Regions from separate parts of the Mus musculus genome. Here regions 2, 3 and 4 are each linked to region 1. The links are chromatin contacts, called in public Hi-C, Micro-C and promoter capture Hi-C maps. All regions are on one chromosome and are shown on one strand. The core of a region is the stretch at or near the end of the contact, and the rest is flanking DNA. Distances in the headings are between cores, read along the strand shown. Region 1 holds the start of Fam174a (family with sequence similarity 174, member A). Region 2 has its middle 28 kb from the start of 4930598F16Rik. Region 3 overlaps St8sia4 (ST8 alpha-N-acetyl-neuraminide alpha-2,8-sialyltransferase 4). Region 4 overlaps St8sia4 (ST8 alpha-N-acetyl-neuraminide alpha-2,8-sialyltransferase 4).

Evidence for each region. Promoter capture Hi-C pulls out the DNA fragments that hold promoters and counts their contacts. A called contact is a pair of places that touch in the nucleus more often than the background predicts.
Region 2: a contact with region 1 is called in a Micro-C map of the G1E-ER4 cell line. The contact joins the enhancer-like site here to the promoter of Fam174a in region 1. A contact is called at or near these places in 5 of 39 promoter capture datasets (HPC-7-derived erythroid cells, hematopoietic stem and progenitor cells, hippocampal neurons and 2 more), 7 of 484 Hi-C or Micro-C datasets (the G1E-ER4 cell line, the HPC-7 cell line, bone marrow-derived macrophages and 1 more), 4 of 115 datasets of contacts at active chromatin or transcription factors (astrocytes, bone marrow-derived dendritic cells and bone marrow-derived macrophages) and 4 of 9 other capture datasets (adipose tissue, embryonic stem cells, liver and 1 more).
Region 3: a contact with region 1 is called in a promoter capture Hi-C map of macrophages, with 6 read pairs. The contact joins the enhancer-like site here to the promoter of Fam174a in region 1. A contact is called at or near these places in 5 of 39 promoter capture datasets (the C10 cell line, the HPC-7 cell line, macrophages and 2 more), 17 of 484 Hi-C or Micro-C datasets (B cells, the C10 cell line, CD4 T cells and 10 more), 3 of 115 datasets of contacts at active chromatin or transcription factors (the HPC-7 cell line, the SCID.adh cell line and microglia) and 4 of 9 other capture datasets (adipose tissue, bone marrow-derived macrophages, liver and 1 more).
Region 4: a contact with region 1 is called in a Hi-C map of B cells, with 19 read pairs. The contact joins the enhancer-like site here to the promoter of Fam174a in region 1. A contact is called at or near these places in 7 of 39 promoter capture datasets (the C10 cell line, the HPC-7 cell line, hippocampal neurons and 3 more), 1 of 15 datasets of contacts at CTCF or cohesin (pro-B cells), 10 of 484 Hi-C or Micro-C datasets (B cells, the HPC-7 cell line, LSK cells and 5 more), 3 of 115 datasets of contacts at active chromatin or transcription factors (the HPC-7 cell line, bone marrow-derived macrophages and cardiomyocytes) and 3 of 9 other capture datasets (adipose tissue, liver and macrophages).

The regions. Positions count from the first base shown.
Region 1 is chr1:95,311,994-95,315,174 of GRCm38.p6, reverse strand. Fam174a (family with sequence similarity 174, member A) reads right to left here and starts at 1,547. Exons shown (of 3, transcript NM_026321.4): 1 at 925-1,547. The coding sequence starts at 1,358.
Region 2 is chr1:95,743,133-95,746,313 of GRCm38.p6, reverse strand. No RefSeq gene overlaps it. Among named protein-coding and RNA genes, the nearest start is that of 4930598F16Rik, 28 kb to the right of the region's middle. Within about 2 kb of position 1,718, at least 9 of the 459 cell types and tissues checked have an H3K27ac peak or open chromatin away from gene starts, as enhancers often do. A contact at or near this core is called in the G1E-ER4 cell line, where this site is marked.
Region 3 is chr1:95,642,806-95,645,986 of GRCm38.p6, reverse strand. All of the region lies in intron 3 of St8sia4 (ST8 alpha-N-acetyl-neuraminide alpha-2,8-sialyltransferase 4), which reads left to right. Among named protein-coding and RNA genes, the nearest start is that of St8sia4, 23 kb to the left of the region's middle. Within about 2 kb of position 1,671, at least 10 of the 459 cell types and tissues checked have an H3K27ac peak or open chromatin away from gene starts, as enhancers often do. A contact at or near this core is called in bone marrow-derived macrophages and macrophages, where this site is marked.
Region 4 is chr1:95,603,920-95,607,100 of GRCm38.p6, reverse strand. The region is part of intron 4 of St8sia4 (ST8 alpha-N-acetyl-neuraminide alpha-2,8-sialyltransferase 4); the gene reads left to right. Among named protein-coding and RNA genes, the nearest start is that of St8sia4, 62 kb to the left of the region's middle. Within about 2 kb of position 1,435, at least 52 of the 459 cell types and tissues checked have an H3K27ac peak or open chromatin away from gene starts, as enhancers often do. A contact at or near this core is called in B cells, the HPC-7 cell line, pre-B cells and 2 more, where this site is marked.

The DNA of each region.
Region 1 (3,181 bases), core at 298-2,797:
AGAATGTGTTATTTGGAAAACAGATGTAAAGTAGGAGCTAAGGAAGACTTGTAAAAAAAACAGATTCCATAAGATTGTTTGGGCGACACAGAAACACCGTACCATTTTAATCAACCACTTAAGACACGCCATGTTGGCTTTCCATTTACAAGTACTTATTTTTTAAAAATCCACATTTCGTTTTGAGGATTTAAGGACATTAAGTAACGGTAGTGTGTAGTTATGGGAAAGTGTGAAGTAATTTGGAAAACAGGAAATAAACAAACCAGTACAGATCTCACAAAATACCATCTGCTCTCATTTTAGGGAAAGGGAAACCACAGTTGTTCTCTTGGCTAGCTAGCCCCTTCTGCTTGGGGGTCTTCCTCTATGTGACACCTCTCCAGAGATGTGGCGCCCAATTAATTGAGGACAATTTAACTTTGGGATAGATTAAGGGCACCATCTAAGAAACATAATTGGCAAGTTTTGCAAAAGTGAAACATCCAATCAGGACTTTGTGCGCTACTTTTATGGTACCCTGCCTCAGAAATAGGAGTGCATTCTAACAGGCAAAACGTGTTAGTTACACCAACTGCAGAGTAGTGAGAGAAGTATTTCACCGCACTGTAATCAAAATTCCTGGGGATGGAAGAGCACTTCTACTTCAGGGTCTGTGAAGGCAGAGGCAAGCCTCAGAGAGCAAGATGCTGAGGTTAGGCTACTGATTTCTAAAGGAAAGGCAACAGCTTGTGTCACCAGCTAAGGCAGCACAGGCCATTAAGACAGCCAACCAGATGGTCTTAGATTCCAGTTCCTGACGCTGGGGCGGGGGCAGGGGTTAAGTCAAGCCCAGGTCACAGACATTGTCCCTGCTTCACGGAGCAGGTCACCTGTCAGCCAGGTCTAGGCTGCAAGGGGGTGCCCATCGAGGCTGTGCCTCACCTGACGGTCCTGACCACGAAGTACACCAGCACCGCGGCGCTCACCACCACCAACACGGTCAGGGCCCGCTGGGTCATGGGTTTGTCGCCAGGACTGGGACTCACGGCCAGGCTGCCACCCTGGGAACCTTCTCCGGCCTTCCCTTCGAGGCCGTCCGCCTCAGACCCCGCCCCGGGGATGCTGTCATTGCGGCTCTCCGCGCCTGGCAGCCCGGCAGCATCAGACTGAGCTTGGCCCCGAGGCTGGGCCGCGGTGGGGCCCGGAGGAAGCGGCGACAGCGTGTGCGGCCCGGGCTTGGGAGACTTGGACTCCTGCACCTCCCTGACCACCATCGACGGTACCGCCCCGGACCCGCTCAGAGCGGGCAGCAACAACAACACGAAGGCCGGAGCCAGGAAGTGGCAAGGCCCGGAGCAGCCGCGCGGGGTCGGCATGGTCTCCACGCCGGCCTCTCAGCACGCCGCAGCCGCCGGGCCGGCCTCCCGGTCCGCAGCGCCGACCATGGGCGCGCCGGAACCGCAGAGCCGACTCTCCGGAGGAGAGCGGGTGGCTGAGACTGCGCCGGGTGGCTTCGGCGGCGGCGGCGGCAGCAGCCTGCCGGGACAACCGGAAGTTCGTACATCCCCGCAGCCACTGCTGCTACGGACGCCTCCGGTTGCTAATATGTAGGGGCGGGCTGCGCTCAGTGACGTCAGAGGTTCGAGCCTATTGCGCACGCGTAGCTGTGGGACGCTCTGAGAGGTCCCAACTAGGTTTTCCATGTTTCAGGAGTGTTCCTAATAGTGAAAAGGCTTGGGCCAGAGTGGGTAACCTGAACAAGATGAACAGTTATGCCTACAGTTCTTTCCAAGTGGGGAAACGGGAGCAATAGGAAACTCGATTTAATTTCCTTGATGTCAAACTTCATAACTACATCTAATCAGTAAACACTTCCTCTCAGTTCCCTCAGGAGGATCACAAACTTTAAAGAGAGCTTTTTCTAGCTGTAAGGGTATCGACTATTCTTGGAATCCCTTTCTTTGGAAAATGTAAAGTTGTTTATTCAGGTTTTCCCCCTTTAAAGTGTAAATATTTGTAAAAACCTCTCTTGTCAATTTCCAGAGACCTACAGTCATCCTTTTGAAATAAAACCAACAAGAAAATTGTGCCCCTGTTAACTAGTTTTTGCTATGGGCTGCCTCAAGCTGCAAAACTATCCCTGAACTTATGGAAGAGAGAAAGTTTGTATATTACCTTAGCAAATACCTGGGGCTGTGATCTGCCTACTCTAGTTTACTTTACAGAACTTGAACTCCAAATTTAGTTCTCTTACATTTGAATAATGTTGCCTTTATCTAAGATTTCCATCAAGTAACACTGAGAAAAACCAGACACCTGCCTGGGGCATTGGAGCATGGGTTGTGTATAAATATGATTAGTTCTTTCTTGAGCTTTCTTTCAGTCTATTATAAACAGATTTTTTAAAAGGCTTTCTCAGACATCTGTCAAGAGTCAGCTGTTTAAGGGTCTGGAACTGCAATTTAGTCCATGTCCTGGAAACTATTAGGATTACCCTGAAGACACTGCAGTAGCTATAGAGGACCTCTAAAATCACAGCTGAAGACATGTTCTAGACAGCCTGTTCCAATCTTAAAATGCAGAACGTCACAAGACAGGTATCTGTGAATTCTACTTAATTTTGCAGGCATTTTCAAACAAGAGCTGAAGTATTTCCCTTGTGAGGGTTAACAAAACTTCATTTTATGCTAAGCATCCAACTTGGTACCCATTAGCCATTTGTCTCTGACTCCAGTCCCTTGAAGATAAGCTCCCAGTAACCTGGACTCAGTGACCACATACAGAAATGCACAGCCATGGCATTATGATATGACTAGCTGCTTTTTTAATTGTGTAATTTACTTATGCAGATACCCAAAGATTGTTTGGCCTTGCCCACGTAAGCTTGGCAGAAAAGACCAGTATTTGGTTATTTGCATAAATATTGAAGATCTTGTGGTTTTGTCTTTAAAAAGCCTTTCCCCATACCACTCCTCACAACATGCATGAGCTTGGGCTTTAAGACTATTGCCCTGCTAGCAGATAATCAATGCATCTTTTAATTATAATGTAATTGACTCTATAGTATTTTCCCGAGGGGTCAAAAAAGCCTCCATAACAACCTCTTGGCCAACAAGAGATCTCTGGTTGATACAAACATAGTTCTTCATTCTCAATAGGTGTTGTGCTATAATTTGTGCAGATACACTGTCATTTGCCC
Region 2 (3,181 bases), core at 469-2,968, 430 kb before region 1:
CATCAGTCTTTCAGCACATAGCCATTTCAGCATCTAAGTTTTCCAGCCTGCCAGTCTTATGAATGATCTGTTCTTTTCAGCCAGTTTCTTGAGCTGTTCTCATGCAGGAGAGATCAGCTTTTTGTATCATTTGGGTTGATGTCTTTCAGCATCTCTTCTATCCTTGAGTCTCTCCTTTCATGTGGAAGCTTCTATTACTTGAATCCTATCTTTATCAATTTTGATGGAACCCATAGTCTGTTATCACTGTGATTTGCTATCTTTGAGGCTCATGCACCATTCCTTTCTCCAGGTTAAAGACTCCAGATGCTTTGGGGTTTCTCCAGTATCTCTGGCTGTCCAGCTGAACTCCAAAAATTGATGCTTCCTCTGGAGACAATCCAAGGTGAGTCTAGTCTGCACTTTCTGTCATATGTGTCCTGTCCTGTGCAATGTTTCTGCAATACATATTTATGGATATAAAGATGTGTGTGTGTTTTGTTATGTGTATTTGCTTTTCCCAGCATTCATATGAAGATAGATAATGACTCCACAGAGAAAAAAAATCACCAGCTCTTAGCTCAAATTAACATTAATTTTTGTTCAATGGTGTTTAATATATATTATATAATGTGCTTTCACTGACTAGTAGAAGTAAGCACATGATGAGAGAACCGAATACTTTCAAGTCTTTCACAACATTAATGTAACATTTTAATAAAAAGAAATGATATTTCCTGTAAAATAATAAAAGAAAATAATATTAGTACAAAGTTTAACCAAAGATCTACACGTTTTGAAATTTGTTTTTCTTTTTATTTTAATATGTGCTATCTCTTTAAGGAGAATATAATCTAATACAGAGATCTTTTTGAGACCCAAAATTATTTTTCTTGTATCTATTTATGAATACATACTCAGATCCGCTGTAAATGTTACTTTTATTTCCTCAGATGAAGTGATAAGATGAGACCTGTACCCAAGCTGTACTAATACATGGCTTGAGATGAGCCCAGAACATTTCTTTCTGTTTTCTATCTGTCCCTCAGCCTAGGCCTGGAAGCTTCTACCCTCCATACAATCTAATCTTTGAAGATGACTGATTCAATCTGGCTTCTCTTGGCTTCACACTGACTTACTATGCTTGACCTCATACCAATGTTGGCAATGCATTCTAATCTTCTGGTTCCTTCTCTCTCTCTGGTTTGTTCTGTCTTCACCTGTGTCTAGCTTGCTCTCTCTGCCACCTGTCTTTATAAAATGGTCCTACTAAAACTGCCACACACATCTTTTTCTCTCCACTTCTCTTCCCTGTGCTGTTGTTGAGTAAGTTGGGCATATCCTATCTCTGACTCATTGTGTCGAATCTTTTTGATTCATCACTTTGTCTGCCCCTGAATTAGATCAATTAGATGTCCATTTCAAACATGGCTGCTTTCTTCTACAAATTATCTTTGCCTTCATTGTTAAGGATTAAAGGTGTGTACTACTGGTGTGTCTGTATTCCAGCCAGATCATACTGTAATCCAAGGTGTGTGTGCATTCTGGCCAGATCATATCTTTGGATTTGATCCCTTGCCAGCTAAGTCACGTTGCTGGATTTAAATTCCTCTACAATTCACACAATTTATTACTCTTTTCTATGTTTCTTTACTTTTTTATATTCACACACACAGGAAACCTTATCATTTCCTCCCTAACTCTGTGGCTTTCTTGATAAAAGTTAATCAGATTAAAGCAATGTATGCAAGATACATTTCTCTTAGCCCAGAATAAAACAAAACACAGACAATAACAAATATATACTGTTGAGGGGGTGTATTAAAACACATGGTAAGCCTCATAATTTTTTATGTTTCATGTTATTTATAAACGTTTTTTAATTCAGAGGTTATTACTCTTTATCCTTACTTCTGCATATGAGCCTGTAATCTTCCAAACTAAAGCCTGTCTTCTGAGAGTTATGTGGGACACCTTATTAATTTGTTTGATTCACATTGTTCTGGGGCCATTTGGAATAGTTAACTTCATTACTTCAGAAAGTAAGTTTTCAGAGACCTTTGTTCATATTCTAAAACATTCTGCTTACTTAGACAGGGAAGTCTTCTTGTACAAGCATTGCGTTTTATTACCTCTCTGACAGAAAAATAAGACAGAATTGAGAAAAAAAAAACACAAAAAATAATCGATAAATTATCATCATTTAGGACACTAGAGTATGATAAAATAGATAAGTGATCCCTAATTCCTTCTTCACTTGGGTTATTTCCAACATATAAATAGATGCATACATAAATATATACATACTTATACATATGCATAAGTGTATATATGCACAGGAACACACACACAAACACACACACTTATCTTTTTGCTGGACCAGAGTGATGCCTCATTGGTCTGGAGTACTTGTTCCTCTTCCAAACCAAGGTTTGATTCTCAACACTGACCTGCTAGCTCACAACCATCTGTAACACCAGTTTCAGTGGGTTCAGACTTCACTTTTGATCTCTATAGACACTGAACAAATGGGATGCATATACGTACAATTTGGCAAAATATCTGAACACATAAAGCAAAGTTTAAAAAACATATTTTTTATATTATTCCACCACAAATAACGATCAACATTTGTCTTAGGGTTTCCATTGTTGTGAAGAGATATCAAGACCAAGACAAAACTTATAAATGACAACATTTAATTGAAGCTAATTTGCAGGTTCAGAGAAATTCAGTCAATTATCATCAAGTGTAGAAACATGGCAGCCACCAAGCACGAATGGTGCTGGAGAAGGAACTGAGAGTTCTACATGGTTTTTTTTTTTTTGGAAGGGAACCAAGAAAAGATTGTCTTTAAGCAGCAAGGAGAGCCTACCCCTACAATGAAAGACTTCCTCCAATAATGCAACATCATCTACAACAAGGACAAACCTACACCAACAACCCACCTCCTAATAGTGCTACTCCCTGGGCCAAACATATTTAAATCACTAAAGCATTAAATTGCAAATATGTTTGAAATGTAAGAAGGTGCAGAGATATTACACCATTGTTACAGATTCCTCAAAGTGAGCTTAGTAAACACTGCTTAGGAAAGGGCTCCCAAATATCACTAGGAGACACAGCTCCTGGAAGTTCACTAAATAGTTTCTTCAAAGTAAAAACATGCCGGTCAGTGGCTGTGTATGCCTTTAATCCCACA
Region 3 (3,181 bases), core at 422-2,921, 330 kb before region 1:
TCTAAACAGTTGTAGGAGAAAATGTGAGGCTCATGAAGATGTTTCAACCAATAACTCAATTAACTCAAAGGGAATACAATTGATTCAGGCTGAAAAGGAATTATCATACAATAATAATTACTACTATGATAGCAATTTGATTTGGTTTTTCTCAAATTTAAGAATATTTGAATATATGCAATGAGGTGTTTTAGGTTTGGATCCTTTTCTGAGCATAGACACTTACGTTTTACATACCACCTTTTAGAAATTGACTGAAGGTATTTCTAATAAATTAGCAGAGCACAGCATTTGACTATGATACATCACTTATAATATCTTGAAGATATCAAATGGCTTTCAGGGTTTAGAGCATTTAGGCTTTTTATGTCAAGGTTGTTCAAAAGGTGATGCTGAAAACAATGGGTACCAAGATGAGATAAGAAAAGAGGCTACAGATGTGAGGAGGAGACAATAAGAAAAATATAATCAGCAAGATAAGTATGAAACTCTAAGGAAAGATTAGACATTTTATGACATCTATTAAATATAAGGTTGATCATGGAGAATTTGAATTTGTACTATCTGAGTCTAAAGGTGCTTCACACACAGGTCAACCTTGTATACTTCTTCATAGACCCATATGTGTAGGGCTTCTTTGGAGGTAGTCAGTATGTGGAACAAAAAACAACACAGCCTTCTTTCTAGTCAAATCCCACCAGTATTTTCTACACAGACTAAAAACATTTAAAACAGCAGCAACAACAACAACAACAGCAACAACAAAACCCATTTAGAACTTTAAATGGTAAAGATGAGTCAGGAATCTTCTACATTGAGAAACATTAATTGTGTGTCTACTGTGAAACTAAGGACATCTCTAAATTATGTCCTAACTTTTGTTGACACCATGGTGGACAGAAGGAAGAATGCCACTTTAAATCTGATACTTTCAAAGGGCAGCAATAATTACTCAAAGTGTGGACTAGGACTATAAAACTTTATTTTTAATAAATGAAACCCAAAGTTAAAACCATCAAGTTGAAATGTATATGGTTGAATAGGTTGTAGTATATGGTCTAACCATGAGACTGTCTTTCTGTTAAGATCTTTCTATGAACAAAAAATACATTTAAATATCTTGAAGAAGAGTAACCAGGACACACTCACGAGCTTTACGTTAAAGCCTAAATGTCTTAATCAAAATTATACAACAATTTAAATCATGTATTTATGTATTACCTCTCTGATTTAATGTGAATTCAAACAAAAACAGATAGTATAAAGAAAATAATTTATATTTAATAATTCAGTCTGCATTTAGGAGTATAATGAAGGTTTCTAGGACAAACATAGCATAAAGTGCTCAGCATAGTTATTCAATAAATAGATCGTATCCTTTAGATTACTTCTGACTAATACACAGTACATTTATATTGTGATCATCCTAAATATAACTCATACACACAGAAGATGCCAATATTTATAGTTAACTGTCCCATTGTGCTATACAGGATAACCACTAACAGGAAATAACAGTTTAAAGGATCATCATTTGAGAACAAAGAACTCTGGATTCTACTGCTGGCACAGCAGTTAAATGTAGTGTAACTCTTAACAAAGGAGACAATGAACATTGGGATTCATTTTCTCGACTCACCTAATGAGGAAGTTGAACTCAATGGTCTCCTGAACTCATTTCTGACTCTCAAACCCTGTGATTTCCTATGATTCATGGATGTCTTTGCAACAAGGCCCGTGGGCTTACATTGTTTAGAAATTTTTCCTTCTTGTTACCACAGTTTATAGCCAAAAATTTTTCCCCATCAGCAAAGTTGTGGAAATAACACATATTGTTATGGTCCCTAATATGGTTCTTGTTTCTGTTGGTTCAGAAATGTTGCCTTCCTTCTGATGATCGCCTGACAGCTGCCTAAGATGTAAAATCAGGATTTGATCACATCTGTTTAGATGAAGAAAAACAATCCCAGCATTCAATGATTCATGGAGGTGTGATGTAAATGAGATGTGATCAAGTTCTAGGGAGTTCATAGATTATATGAAAAGTGTAAAGAAAAACCAGTAACTACAAGAATTACACGAAGGAAGAGAAGTAGTTGTACAAAATCATCACTCAGGGTGGCTTTAGGGAAAAGACCTTGGCACTTTTCTTGGGGGTATAACCTAGTTACTGTATCTGCTACTTTACTGGCAAGAATTAAAATTCCTGGAATTATAAAATGCAGTTGTGAAATACCAATTGACTCATCTATTACTAGAAACGTAAAAATATGAATTAATAGCCAGTATGGTGTCAAATAATTACTGTTAAGTAATTATTTGGAAAGGACTTGCAAGGATCATATTTTTGAAACAATTCCTTATTATTAGTTAGAATGTTTTCAGTTTTTATGATCTCATGTCTCTGTGTGTGTGCATGTAAAGTAAATAGATTTCCTCTGTGCAGTGAATATGAATCCAAATTTTTAAAAATGTAAAAATACTAGCTTTAATTGAAAAAGTTCATTTAAAATTATAAACATTGTACATAGGAACATTGCACCTAATAAAGAGTAAGAAGGACTGGATTTTGAGTTTCTACAAAAAGAGACTTAGCACTGTTTTTCTGCTAAGACTTATTTTCAATTTAAATATGTCTTATGTGAGAGTGGGGGAGGTGTACACATGAGTGAGGGGTGCCCACAGACATCAGAGGCATTGGGTCCTCCTGAGATTGGAATTACAAGTGCTTGTGAGCCATTTAGCATTGATGCTGGGAACTGATTTTGGGCATCTGCCAAGAGTAGCAAAGTTCTTAACTGCTGAGCCATCTATCCAGCCCAAAGAACTGCTTTTTAATTAAGTATTGAATTTTTGAGATTTCATGAACTATAGTTTTATGTATTAATGCTTGGATTATAGCTCTGTTGTAGATACTGTATTGATTGTTTTTATTTGTTTTTGTAAGGTAGAATATATTATTTAAGTACAGAAAACCATTTCCAATTGTAAGTTTGGAGATAAGTTTGGAGTTCAATGTTTTTGATTCAGTGCATAGTTTAAACCCTAGTCTTCAAGATTTGCAAATCAATGGGGCATGTTTTTGCATTAATAAAACATGATTACTAATTCTTCATCAAATATGTGGTTTTAAGATCTCATTAACTCACACATGTACCATCTGGTACAAGGTCAAAACTGA
Region 4 (3,181 bases), core at 186-2,685, 290 kb before region 1:
TCACAGACTAAGACACAGTGAGGAAGGATCCTGTACCTACAAGTGGCTATCCAGTTTTCAAAGTCTTTATTCTGTTTTGTGTCTAAATTATATCTCCATCAATATTTATATTTGTTTAGGGATCTCTGGCAGGGCTTTGCTCCTGTCCTGTTACAATTAAGCTAATCTAAAGTTTCCCCAATTTCCTGATGAGGAATTCTCACCAAGAACTCTACCTCTGCTCTGAAACTTCTACCAATAAACAGTAAATTCAGATTTCTCTAGACAGAAAACTACAGTTGTAGGCAATGAATCAGCCATGCACGTTTGCAATCTCTTGGTCTACCTGACTAATTCTGTAACCCAAGTACCTAAAATCTCAAGAAGTCAAGTTTGTATTTACCAAGTGAAATGGCCCAAGACCTCTAGAATCCTGTAAGTGATGGAATTTAGGACTTTTGATTGAGAGAATATTTTTTCAAACTTTTGCTTGGAAATCTAAAGTCAACATATTTTTATAGCTAACACTAAAATATTTGGTTTTGGTAAGAACAACTTTTAAAGAAATCCTCAAAGAAATACTGTCATTTAGGGTCTTATTAAAGGATAGTAGGGCCTTGGATCCTGCAAAAACCACACTGCCAGTGAGGAATAGCAGAGATCTTTCTTGCAGGTACTCTGAGTGAGTGGCCTAAATGCTGAATGCCTGGCACAAAGAGGAACTCTGAAGAGTGGAGAGAAATGGCCTTTGTATTAACACATAACAACTTATGATCAGTTGACCAATTATAGTTAGTAAGGTAGTTGGCTTATGTGGTCCCAGTTGGTATTATACAAGAGACAAAAGACTAAGATAGGGAATTATTTTCTACTGGTGATGGTGGGCTCATGCTTTTTAGTTGTAGCCACAGTAATCATCTAAGACTGTGTCTTAGGTTTGCTCTGTCTCTGTCTCTGTCTCTATCTCTGTCTCTGTCTGTCTCTGTCTCTCTCTCTCTCTTCCACACACACACACACACACACACACACACACACACACAGACACACACACAGGCACTCACTTTCATTACTGCATTCAGAGATTTCAATCTGAAGCTTGTACTACAAAGCAGCATTTATCCACTGTATCTGCCATGTTGGTAGTGTTAATACTATATTTGGCCCCAATCAAAGGTGATCACATAAAAAGTCAATAAATCACAGGACATGGTGGTACTGAAAGGCACTAGGTTGTTCTTGTAGAGTCGTAGAAATTTTGTCCTGAAATGTCACAGCTACTTAGAGCAGAACCAGAGTAATAAGGATATGACCTGAGCTTCTTAGAGTCATGTGTACAAGCACATTTTGTTTCTGAGGCCAAGAGAGCTGTAATAGACAGATACTTGATGCTGAGCTGACCCACTGTGAGAAAGTACTTCTGGCATCCCCCAGCTGTCATTTAGAATGTGAGATCCAGGATGTGGCGTGTCAACTCGAGCCACTTCAGCATATTGTGGCAATGCAGCTGTCACAGAGATACATATGTCTCTTGAGAAAAACACTCAAACTGTTTCAATCATGTGATGAATACAACTGCACAGAGGAAGACAATTTGACTGTGACACTTTTTTCCTATGGCATGGTGTTTATTAGACATGCAGAATAATGGAGAGCTGACCCCAGAACGTTTTCTGTTTGTTGACTGCCAAACACTTAATGGAAGCAGATTTCTTAGTCCTCATTTGAGAAGAAGAGGAAACATTTGGATGTTGTTCATATTTAAGCTATGAAGTTATAGTGTATGTTCATCAATGTAGGCAAAATAGATGGAGAATTTGTGGTGCATTTCAGTGGAAAAATTGAAAAGGAGAGGTTTTCACTCTTTGGATTTAATATTTTAAACTATTTTTTTTCCATTTTTATTAGGTATTTAGCTCATTTACATTTCCAATGCTATACCAAAAGTCCCCCATACCCACCCACCCCCACTCCCCTACCCACCCACTCCCCCTTTTTGGCCCTGGCGTTCCCCTGTACTGGGGCATATAAAGTTTGCAAGTCCAATGGGCCTCTCTTTGCAATGATGGCCGACTAGGCCATCTTTTGATACATATGCAGCTAGAGACAAGAGCTCCGGGGTACTGCTTAATTCATATTGTTCCACCTATAGGGTTGCAGTTCCCTTTAGCTCCTTGGGTGCTTTCTCTAGTTCCTCCATTGGGGGCCCTGTGGTCCATTCAATAGCTGACTGTGAGCATCCACTTCTGTGTTTGCTAGGCCCTGGCATAGTCTCACAAGAGACAGCTATATCTGGGTCCTTTCAGCAAAATCTTGCTAGTGTATGCAATGGTGTTAAACTATTTTTTAAAAACTCAATCTGGTTGCTCTCAGTTTTTCACCAAATTGCTCTACTTGACCTCAAACTAACTAGCAACTTTTCTATTTTCTGGCTCTTTCTTATTCTCTGGTTTCAACTCCTCTAATGACCTTCACTGAAGGGCATACAGTCATGACAGAGGCCAACTCCACTGCAGTGCACTCGCTGTACTGACTCACAACTGACTGTCTCTCTCCTCCTGCTGCTCTTTCTTTTATTAGATATTTTCTTCATTTACATTTCAAGTGCTATCCCAAAAGTCCCCAATATCTTCCCCCCTCCTCCCCAGCCAACCCACTCAAGCTTCCTGGCCCTGGCATTCCCCTGTACTGGGGCATATAATCTTCGCAAGACCAAGGGCCTCTCCTCCCATTGATGGCCCACTAGGCCATCCTCTGCTACATATGCAACTAGAGACACAGCTCTGGGGGGTTACTGGTTAGTACATACTATTACTCCTGTTGTTACTCCTATAGGGTTGCAGACCCCTTTAGCTTCTTGTGTACTTTCTCAAGCTCCTTCACTAGGGGCCCTGTGTTCCATTCAATAGATGACTGTGAACATCACTTCTGTATTTGCCAGAAACTGGCATAGCCTCACGAGAGACAGCTATATCAGGTCCTGTCAGCAAAACTGTTCTGGCATATGCAATAGTATCTGGGTTTAGAAGTTGTATATGGGATGGATCCCTGAGTGGGGCAGTCTCTGGATGGTCCTTCCTTCCATGTCAGCTCTGAACTTTGTCTCTGTAACTCTTTCCATGGGTATTTTGTTCCCCATTCTAAGAAGGAACAAAGTATCCACACTTTGGTCTTCCTTCTTCTTGAGTTTCATGTGTTTTGCAAA